Regions from separate parts of the Danio rerio genome. Here region 1 is linked to region 2. Evidence: chromatin contacts called from public Hi-C data. All regions are on one chromosome and are shown on one strand. The core of a region is the stretch at or near the end of the contact, and the rest is flanking DNA. Distances in the headings are between cores, read along the strand shown. Region 1 holds the start of ppm1aa (protein phosphatase, Mg2+/Mn2+ dependent, 1Aa). Region 2 holds the start of pgam1a (phosphoglycerate mutase 1a).

Region 1 (6,094 bases), core at 1,851-4,350, 150 kb after region 2:
CTCTCTTTGTGTTGTGTCCTTTGGAAGCCCAAATACAGAAACTGAAGAAGCTCTGTGAAAAGACCAGCGTGTGGATAGCATTTTAGCTTTCTCTGCTTTAACATTCAAGTGCCTCTGGTCACGCTTCTTCGCTGCACAAGGTATGTTCACGGGGTGAATGCACATAACTGGAAATCCTTGTGATCTCACGAGCCCAGATGTATTTTTTGTAGTCCTCAAATTCATTCCCTGTAGGCTTTGCTAAGCTAACTCTGTAAAGCTAATGTCTTCCTTAGCATTAAACTTTGAGAGTCTTACATTCAGAGATGTTGTTTATGTTCACACAGCTACATTACACATCAACTAAAGTTTAAAATATAATATCGTAGTGGACTACCCCTTAAGGTCACAAATGCTACAATTTCTTATACCTGAATGTTTTAAAATCATTAAACAATCAAAGGCATCAAAAACGCATGCAAATGATTAATTAATTATAATAAAAAATAAACATTGCATATCCTGTGATAAGACTATTGCAAATGATCACATTACGATATCGATGCTAAAATGATATATTGTACAGCCATTTAATAAATTATATAACATTATTATAACGTAATCGTTATCATATAATAATGATATAATGACATTGTGGGACAAAAACAAAAAAAAGACTTTAAAATACAAATAAAATTAAGTAATGTCTAATGACTAATAACTTTGTTGACAATAAAATGTCAAAATATGGCTTAAATCCATGGTCCTTCGGTGTAAAATATATTGTATATTTATGCAAAAGTGAACTTATTCTGTCCTGTATTTACCAAAACATAAGAGGATAAGATATAATTCTACATTTTATATCATACAATTTATATAAACAAATATTTACAATGTAACACCAAATTTCTTAAATAATAAATTGCTGCATTGTGATCAATTTTAATGTCAGTGGTTCTTGTTCTAACTTTGCCTAATCAGATTTGTTGTAGATTGCTCTATAAACTATTTTTACATTTTTAATTACATGTTTTGTAGGTGTAGGCTATTCATGCCAAAAACATGCATGATAATCCCACTATTGACATTTTTCTACATATAGTACGTAAATAACACACAAAACCACACACATACAAATATCTTTTAATTCAACTACTACATATCCATAAACTGTATTTTTTACACATTACAATAATGACCTCTATACATATACACTAGTTAGGGCACTGATAGTTCGTGTTAGAGAGTGCAAATTCCACATCTTGCAGAAATGCGTCAGCACTTGACTTTGTTGCATAATAAATAGCCCAGAGGTTAATAGATTTATACAGCAGCACATTTTTATACACTGTAAACTACAAACGTATTACAGTATAAAAAGAAATGTGCTCATACTACACAATTCTAGGTGAAATCTGCGGTTTTACCTGGTGTTTTGCCGAACCTGGCCGCCCATAACAAAGTCAGATCAGCGTCGGCGAAAATGAAGCGTATGAACTGCACTAGTAAATAAACTGCGGTCCCAGCAAGACCAACACACAGCCAGCATATATCCATCGAGACACTTCACTTGTTATGCCTTCACAGAGTGACGGAAGCACTGGTGAAACTTGCGCAACCGGAGCGCTGACAAATCCCTGCGCTACAACTTATGACATGCTTAACGGCTTCTTCCGAAACAACAACTACCCGGTAGCGTCTGTGTGTGATTCGAAGTCTTCCGGGTCACATCCCTGTTTCTGGTACTCACTGGAGCAGCTGAACATCGATTATTGCTCTGTTGGCTACATAGACATAAGAAATTATAATATTGTCTGTGGTTGGCTATCTATCAGACAGACAGACAGTTTATAGATAGATAGATAGATAGATAGATAGATAGATAGATAGATAGATAGATAGATAGATAGATAGATAGATAGATAGATAGATAGATAGATAGATAGATAGATAGATAGATAGATAGACAGACAGAGACAGATGGGTAGGTTTTATTCATGTTATGTTTTGTCTTTATTTTAATATATTTATGTTATCAAAAAAGAAAAATGTATTCTTTGTTGTTTTATTGCAGTAATGAAACATTTAAATTTTTTACAAATATTTTTACCCTCAAATAATCTATATAAACATATATGTTATAATTTAGATTTTTAATATATGTGACATATATAAAATTTGCCATTTTCCTATATTATATGTGCATATATAGGGAAACAGATAATTTTATATGTCACATATATTTAAAACCTATATTAAAACATATGTTTATATAGGTTATTTCTGTGTGAGCTCTCACTTATTTGCCATAGTTAAATTTCATAACATGACAATTACATGTGATATAAATTTCAAGTGTTCACACTTACATAATTATTATTATTTTTTTTGCATTTTTTGTTAGTTCTTAGTTAATGCCTTGAAAATATGAGCTAGGCATCATGTATGACAGTTGCCAAAGTGAAATATGAGCTATATAAGACATGTCTTTTATATGCAGGGCTTATATGTGGATATAAAGAAGCGATAGATGAGACCTATATGACCTGTGTATATATATGTACCTCAATTTTGCCTTTATGTGGCATATATATGCATGCATTGTATATATCATATATGTGCATATATACTGCATATAGGTTTCATATATGCACATATATCCTTATATAGGTTGTTCCATGTCGGTACTCACCTTACCTGTTACCTGTTGGAAACCACCAGTAGCCATTGACATCCACAGAAAAAAGAAAAATGATACATGATATAAGCAATGCAATAAACTATTAATTTAGGGCTCAAACCTTATCAAGAGCACATGAAATATATGTTCATCTTTTCACCTAACATATTATCATGCATTTATAACAGTGTTTCTGTTATTACCTGGCACTGAGAGCTTGTTTTCAGCCTCACACATGTTAGGGTTTTTCAAAAATGACCAGTGATAGACAAATAAAAAACGCAGGACAGATGATTTAGAGACAGTGGTGAAAGAATTATGTACATGAAGGAAGGTGCGAGACAGAATGATGTACAGATGGAGGGATGAGGTTGATGGAGGGATGATGATGATGATGTCATTCTTTTAAGTGCGCAGCCCTGCTGAATCCACATCCGGGTCCTGCGCTGTTGCTGGTGTGCAGAGATTCGGTCCCGACCATAGCGGACCAAAACAGCGGTCAAACCCGAACACTTTTCATTTTCCACCAACATTCAGGACGTAGAATAAATGGGAATGATGCATCCCTGGTTTAAACAGATATGGGTGATCCGCTGTTTCACTGACTGAATGCAGAGCAAAACAATCCGCCAGCCTGTCTCTCTCTCACCACCGCCGCGCTCGCTTTATATCTCTCTCTTTCTTTTCGTCCTTCTCTCTGATCTGTTTTTTTACCTCCTTCACCACCGAACTCTCCAGGACTGATTTTTAGGGGGTAAGTGTTTGTGCTCTTGTAATATACCTGTGTGTGAATGACAGAGCTAGCCTGTTAGCATGTTTGCTAAGGGAGTAGGCTGGCGTTGTGTGAGCTCAGCGGTCTGACCTGCCGTGTGTGGCCTGCGCATGGTGCGCTGAGGGCCGCAGGTTTGGCAACTCAAGCCCGCGGATTCACACGATCCTCCAATTAGCATTTAGCGTGCTATTTTGTCCTGGCTCAGATATTGAAAATTATTTTTGTTGGGCACATAGCCAATTATATGTGCTGATTACATGCGCTGACATATTTCATGTTGTTTAAATATTTCGGTCGAATCGATTGGTCCCAAACGTCAACGTTAGCGTGAAGCTAGCATGCTAACAGGCTCGCGACACCATGACGTAATGCGGAATACAGGCGCGTGAACGTGCAGCAGGTCTGCACGGGCAGAATTTCAGTTCACTGCTGTTCAACGCTAAGGGCAAAGAACATTGATTGATCATATCTCGCAGTAAACCATGAATTTACTTTAGTAGTAAACCTAATCTGAGTCTAGATCATATTTACAGTGTGTATCAGTCAAACGCGTACATAGTTCAAGGCTGGGGTTTTGTAAATGGCACTGGTTTTGTGTTTAGACTAAGTCGTAATTGATGTGAGCGGTGAACAATGGTCAGAATGCATCTGTACTTATCTATTTTTAGTATGCGAGTGTGTAGTGTGCTTAGCGGTGTGTTTGCTGACAGCCATACATGGCTGGAAAACCGCTTAATGTGTGTCCGCCTGCCTTTGTGATGGTGTGTGTGTGTTTACACTTGTTTCTTGTTCCTGGTGGCATGCCATGGTTTATTTCTAAAGTGGCCACTGGCATGACAAGACTTTTGTAGTTTCAGTCGTCATGAATTATAAATAGAGGGATTGTGCTGGGTGTGTTACCTTTCGTGTGTGTGTTTAAAGTAAAAAATATTTACAATTTACATTCAAATTTAATGTAACCAGTTGTTAAAATCAGGAAAAAACAAAAATGCCCTTTTTACATAGAAATCTCGGCTCTAACTCGGCTTTCTTGTGTAATGATAAACTTTTGTCTAGTGATGTATGTCTGATTTCTCTATCTATTTAGTTCAGAGGTTCTCAAACTTTTCAGCCCATGACCCCCTAAAATAACAACTCCAGTGACTCACCGACCCCACTATGTTTGGAGGTGGTTATACGCATACAAATATTGCACACAATGGTGCACACACCAGTGGGAACTATATGAACACAAGCATATTGGCAACACAAAAAAGTGCAACAGTATTACAACGATATATATATATATATATATATTTATTATCATTATTCATTTGTTTAATTTAATATTAACCTCATTTAATGCGAATGGTGAGCACAATGTTTATAGCAAAAGACTTAGTTTATATTTGGAGACTTGGAACCACTAGGAGATCATCCTCCTTGTTCAGTCGTGGCCTTTATTTGTAATGTATGTGAGTGCCATTAAATTGTTAGTTTAGTATTGTACCGCAAAATCAATCTGCTGCAACTAACGATATTGCTCTGATGGTAATCTAGCACAATAACCCTAGGGGTCACAAATAAAATATAATAATTGATAAAATATGATAATTTTAATAGTTTAATAAAATATATGAGATTTTTAGAAAGTCACCAAGGTCCCGACAACCACTTAATAAGAAAACCACTGATTTAGTCCACCAAAACCCTACATCTTTCTTCCAATAAACTGCATGCTTGGATTCAGAATCGGATTCCTCCATCCAATCTACAAGCAAATTCCCATTCTGGTTTATTTTTTATTTTTATCTCTTCCACTCTATATTAGAAAATCTATTACTTTTCCATTTTATAACAACTTTAAAAAATATTTACCATCATGTGGTTGCATGTAAAGAATATACTTGATTTTTTTTAAACCAGTATACTTCAAAATCTATAGTTGATATTATTGTACATATTAGGGCTGCATACTTTGTTTCAGCATGGATTTCGCAATATGATAATTTGCAATAGACACATCGCAGGATGCAATGTTGAGTCTGAATTATAAATTTTCATTTGTTTTTGAGGCCTGTGACTATGAGGTTTTTTAAAGCATCCAGGCATAAGAAATTGTACCATTTGGAAGACTGTGCTGTATTATTTGACATTTTATTTTTCAATTACTGCACCACAATATTCTTAGACTCCTCAGAAAATGATAAAACACTGTTTATTTCATTTGTATCATTTTTTATTGCATCCAAGTACACTTGTAGATTGTTTATTATATTTTATGGAGATGCATTCCATACAGAACTATCCCAATCAATCTAAAATGGTATATTCTTTCCAAACAGAGCTATCAAAGCCGTCTGGGAAAGATGTGCTCATATCACAGAAAACTAAATTATATTGTGTTTTGTATTAATTCAGTAACAAAAATCATAAAGGTTTGGAACAAGCGGAGAGTGAGTACATAAAATAAATTCAGAGTAAACTGTCATTTAAATTGGCCTGTTCTATTATGTGCATTTATATGCAAGTTAACTACTCTGTACAACTGTATTGCTGGAATAATAACAAGGTTGTTTGATGTTTAACAGTTATTGCATGAAAGATTATGTAACTTGAAAGGTTATGATGAGTAAAAATATCAGTTTATTTTAGTAGAGGTATATTTTTTATTTTTAAAG
Region 2 (6,027 bases), core at 219-2,718:
ATGATGCATAGAGGACAATGCAAAGACTTTGGTGAGCGAATCATGTTAAAGGCAGATTCTGCTTGACTATTGTATTTAGCATTAAACTCCTCTGTCTTTAAGATGTGATTATTTTTGTCTTTATTTTAATAATTTTAAAAGTGATACTGCGTTAGTTAATACAATTCAAATGAATGTTTTCTATTTATTTTTTAATGATGAGATGAATTAGGAAATTTCCTATGATAGCAACTTTTTGTAAAATGGTTTGGTATATTTATCTTCGGCCCATGACTATCAATGATATTTGGTTTTTGGCTCTACCCTGCTCTATATAATAGAAGGTATCAGAAACCATTGGGGGTGATAAATCATGATGAAAAAAATATATAACAAATTAACATTTGAATGTATTGAATAGGTAATATAAAGAATTAAATGTTGAACACCATGAAGGCAAGAGACCTCACCTTGCTGATGATGCTGTAAAAGTCATGATCTTCATCCATACTGGGTGGTGGAATGTCATAGGAGCGCCTCCAAATTTTAACCTGGGCTTCACCATGCTTGGCTGCAGTTTCGGCCTTGTTTAACCCAGTGAGACCACCGTAATGGCGTTCATTCAGCCGCCAGGTCCTGTGCACAGGCAGCCACATCTGATCAATACTGTCCAGAACAATCCACAGTGTCCGGATGGCCCTCTTCAGCACAGAGGTGTAACAAATGTCAAACTCAAACCCTGCATCTGCAAAACACACATTTTTTACATTATAGACCCATTATGACATTTGAGGAAGAGCGGGGTGTTATATTTTATTAATATATAACACATTATATTTAATGTGTTTTCAATTTTTAGTACAATATTTGTATTAAATTTCATAACATTAGCTGAAAATTAGTTAGAAATTCATTTTATGGATCCTGATTGAGAAATTCAGCACGTGAATAAAATCACGTCCTGTACTGCACGTTCGCCCCACGTTAGCCCCGCCTCTAATCCGCCAGTAACGAACACACTCCATGATCATTGGTTCAGAGCGTACGCCCGTCACGCAGGAGGCGGACTTGTGCCGGTGATGCACAGACTTCCGATGAAAGTCCTTTTTATTTTCCGATTTGTTTTTACTTATTTAAAACGAAAATTCTTAATGAAAACATTAATAAGACAAAGCCGTCAAACTGACACAAAATAAGCATATTAAGCGTTTAAAACTACTCCACAACACTAGCACGGCAGATTTGCAACTCTTATTTACGATGTAAAAAAAAATATATATTATTACAGACCCTTTAAAGCTTGACCTCCTCTCTTCGCCTCCTGAGCCCCTGTCTCGCTCAGGTCCGCGTCAAACCAGCCACAGAATCGATTCTCTTGGTTCCAGCAGCTCTCGCCATGGCGAATGAGAACCAGCTTGTATGCAGCCATTTGGGAAATGAATACAGACAAATACTAACGGTAGTAGCTGAAGAAAGGACGGCGAGCGAACAGGTTGTTAGACTCTGTCAAGACTACTGTCAAAAAGACCCTCCTCTCATCCGAGAGTCTAATGAAGACGTTTCCGACCTCCCCATCTCTGCGCTCAGCCAATCAGCGCCCCGGGACGATGAGCAACCACGTGAAACTGCAAACACGAAATGGAAAAAACCGTGACCTTCCAGTTAAACCCCTGCCTATTTACAGTGAACTTCTTTCAGCATTTTCTTGGTTTAAATAAAAAAGAAGCAGAGTACAAAATATTTCATCACAGTGTCATCGACACCACCAGACATGAGCAGAATAAAAAAATGATTGAACTAAAACGACCCGGTGCGTGTCTGGACTTCCTTTCTGTCATTTCGTTGGATGTAGATCAGATACATCAGAGCCAATCAAAAGTGACTTATGTTGGTGTGGGCGGGGTTTAGAGCGGAAGCCGATTCGCGCATGAAGTGAGCATGTTTGTAGGATGCTTACTTAAGTTTATCGCAAGATACAAAATTCCTATAAATTTTTTGGAATTTGCTATATTAATGGGAAATTACACCTGCGAAATTACTAAATTAATGGGGATCAATATTTGCTGGTGTACATATGCTGTACAAAAGCAGTTTATGTAGCCTACATAAGCGCGTTCAATTTGTCTTAGACCTGAACAGACCTCAGTCGGCTTTATCTGTTTTTTCTGGATTTAAGCCTAATAATCAAAAAAGTTGATCTTTATTCGTAAAAGAAAACATGTCTATACCTTATGCTGTTTTTTACTGGAACAATATTTTTAATAGTCAAATAGTCATTACCTCAAAATTGTTTCATTACAAATAAGGCTGAGGAAATATTGTTTAAATTACTTAATTGAGATTATCCTTCAAAAATATTTATTCGAAAATTTAAAATAGATATTGAGTTAGAATTCTGTTTTTTGTGAAAGTTTTAATGAAACTATCATTTATTTTGGTCTTGCCAATATAAATAATTTTTGGATGAATGTTGAAGCATTTATTGCTCATAATATTTTAAAAACATTTTCCTTATCTTTTAAATAAGTGTTTTGGGGTTATCATTTTTAAGATCTCTCTTTAAAAGATGCTGGGTTTTATCATAAATATTGTTTTATTTTATTATTAAGTACATTTCCCATACACAAATGTAAGTTTGCAAAAAGCAAACCTCTCTTCATGGTGCAAGAAAAAGAGATTCAAATTGATATAAAAGTGATTTCTAAATCTAAAAGTAGAAAAGCAATTAAAACAGCTAATATATGGTCCTGGCAACGCAGTGGCGCAGTAGGTAGTGCTGTCGCCTCACAGCAAGAAGGTCACTGGGTCTCTGGTTCAAAATTAGTCTCAGTTGGCGTTTCTGTGTGGAGTTTGCATGTTCTCCCTGCGTTTGCGTGCGTTTCCTCCGGGTGCTCCAGTTTTCCCTACAGTCCAAAGACATGCGGTACAGGTGAATTGGGTAAGCTAAAATGTCCATATAGTGTATGGATGTGTGCGAATGAGTGTGTATGGGTTTCCTAGTGATGGGTTGCGGCTGGAAAGGCATCCGCTGCATAAAAACATGCTGGATAAGTTAGCAGTTCATTCCGCTCTGGCGACCGCAGATTAATAAAGGGACTAAGCCGACAAGAAAATGAATGAATATATGGTCCTCCCTTGACATTTTTGTACAATGTAAAACCCAAAAAGTTAAGGCAACTCAAATCATTTGGGGTAACCAATTGCAACAAACCATTTAAGCTCAAAAACTAATCATAATGAGTACTGTGAACTTAATTCATTTGAATAAAAGAAGCAATTTGAGCACAGTAAAACCAATAAATGAAGAGAACTTAAACCAACAGAGTACTGTAAAACACAATAAATGATGGCAACTCAAACCGTTTGAGGAAACCGATTGCTACAAACCATTTGAGTTTAAAAACTAATCTATATGAGTACTGTGAACTTACTCCATTTAAGTTAAAGTAATGAGGTATTTAATATTAACACTGAGTTCAAAACTCTTTTCAAATGAGAATTTTGAGTTGACTACGGATTTCAATTGATAAAGTTTTACAGTGTATAAAAATGTTTCTATATATAAGATTTTTAATGATGTATGTTTTTTTATGTACACTCCGGTATATGTATGTTTGTATATTACTGTTTATATCTGTATTTTTTGTTGTTGTTAATAATAAAAAAGCATGCTCACTTAAAATTTTTAGAATAACTATTAATTCATTGTATAGTGACTTTAAGACTCATTTTATTAAATGTTTTGAATAGTATTGAAATACAATGACAGCCAGGTCAAAGTCAAAATTCATAAAGAGCTAGGGCAGTACATGTATAAAAACACCTATAGGGGAAAGGTTACTGATCTAAAGATTAATTAATATTTATAAAGAACAAAGCTCTTAAGACTTGATGCTGAAAAAGATGTAATAGTTGTATGATTTTGAAAAGTCAGTTTTTGAAAAGATTCATAACCTAAAAGAAATGTCTAAAAACCGTTGACCATTTACATGGTTAATAATCAGGGACAAAATCAGTCTTGTCACAGCAGAGCCTGCAATACACTGAAGGAGGATCTTGCTTTGCATTCTTTAGTCTACATACTGGAGATTTTTGTTGCTCATCACTCGAACTCTGAGTACACACGTATGAGCAGCAGGGTTGAAAAATAATCTAAATCAGAGCTGATCATAATAAAAATGTTGTTGATTTAATAGTTGTAGTGTTTTAAAGTCAGTATAAAATGAGGGTTAAGATTGTCATTTATTCCCACATCTGGTTGAAATAGTCCTGAAATGAGAAAAAAAAAGTTGTGTGGTGCATGATTTCATCCTTTGATAACTGATTGTATCATTGGAAAATGGGCTTTGCCACTGATCCCTGCCCAAAAGGCATTCCATGTGACCAGAGGTGAAGAAAAGTTTTTTCAAGGGTTGTTTTATGGTGATTTTTATTTTATTTTTTGTAGAAAATAATAAAGATCACAGACAGATTGTTTAAAAGCACTACTACATGTATATAAAAATGAGAATCTTGAGTAAATTTTGATTTCATGCTGACTTTAAAGGTTTTCCTCTGTTTCATCTTTTATGGTCTTAAAGGGAGTTCTCCAAAAAAGAAAATTTACACATTATTTAGGCCAGGGGTTCTCAAACTTTTCAACCTGAGACCCCCAAAATAACAATGCCAATGACTGCCGACCCCCACTATTTTCGAGAGTGGTTATAATCATACAAATGTTGTACGCAACTGCTCACACAAACCAATGGGCCTATAAACACAAGCATATTGACAACACAAAAAGTGCAACAGTCTAACAACTATATATATATATATATATATATATATATATATATATATATATATATATATATATATATATATATATATATATTTATATATATATATATATATATATATATATATATATATATATATATATATATATATATATATATATATATATATATATATATAATTTAATATTAACCTTACCTAATGAGACAGGTGGGCACAATATTTAAGTTACATCACAAGTCTTTTCTTGGTTTAATTTTGGAGACTAATTCAGTTGTGTCTGTATTTATTTTAAATGTACATAAGTTGCATAAAGGTGTCAGAAAGTTTATCTAGTGCCGTAAAATCAATCTGCTGCAAGTGATGCTATTGCTCTGTCGTAAATCTTATGTAAAAACCCCTGGGGTTGCAATCCAATGGGGAAAAAATGAAAGGCTGATGGCTTTTTGTTTGGATGTTGCAGTTTTAAGTAATTGTTTTAATCTTCTGTAAGTTACAGATAAACAATGGTAATTTAAAACGTTTATTCAAATTTATTAGATTTTTGGAAATAACCAAGTGACCCCCTCTCATTGTCCCGCAACCCCCACTTTGAGAACCACTGATTTAGGCTACTCATAAACACCCTGAATTGCTAACTCTTGACTTTCATATAACAAATGCTGTGGACGTCATTGGTAACAGTTTTCAAGCTTCCTTTAAAATATCTTATTTGAAAGATGAAAAGAAAAATGAAAAGACGAAACAGATGAAAGTAAGATGTTTGTTAAGTTTGTTAAGAGGGGTGAGGAATGACGACAGATTTTTTCTGTTTTGGGTAAACAATCCCTATAATTCCACCTAATTTTATCAGCTGCTTCTCAATTAGTTTTATATAAAATAAATTGTAATTAAGAAACATCAAAACAACATTTGAGTTTTGCAAAATATTCTTTATATTTAATGTAACAATGTATGTTTTATTTATAATAATTTAATAGTATAGCCTGTAGTATGTGGTGCTTTCATGAGTGAAAGATTTGGCGGGAAAAATGGTCACACATACGTTCCGATTCTTAATATTCACATCAAACATTAAATGGTGTAAAAATACACTAATTATTTTTACATTAACATATCACAAACAAATGTAACTTCTTTCACCAAATCACATACAGCAGAAAATTAAATATATATATATTTTTCGTATTAATAAAAAATTATATTTATTAAAAAAGGTGAGCGATCCTGGTTCATGCCCCGGCCCCACCTGCTGGCGGGCGGAGAGAGTTG

What was found. Hi-C and Micro-C count contacts between places; a contact is called where the count stands out from the background.
Region 1: a Hi-C map of hematopoietic stem cells shows a contact between it and region 2, with 3 times the contacts expected there. The contact joins the promoter of ppm1aa here to the promoter of pgam1a in region 2. A contact is called at or near these places in 2 of 18 Hi-C or Micro-C datasets (caudal fin and hematopoietic stem cells).

What each region holds. Positions count from the first base shown.
Region 1 is chr13:34,950,062-34,956,155 of GRCz12tu, forward strand. ppm1aa (protein phosphatase, Mg2+/Mn2+ dependent, 1Aa) reads left to right here and starts at 3,101. Exons shown (of 6, transcript NM_131429.1): 1 at 3,101-3,416. It overlaps dhrs7 (dehydrogenase/reductase (SDR family) member 7), which reads right to left and starts at 1,584. Exons shown (of 7, transcript NM_001045346.1): 1 at 1,410-1,584. The coding sequence starts at 1,539.
Region 2 is chr13:34,803,368-34,809,394 of GRCz12tu, forward strand. pgam1a (phosphoglycerate mutase 1a) reads right to left here and starts at 1,469. Exons shown (of 4, transcript NM_198804.1): 1 at 1,270-1,469; 2 at 450-724. The coding sequence starts at 1,408. It also overlaps a transcript of tdrd9 not described here.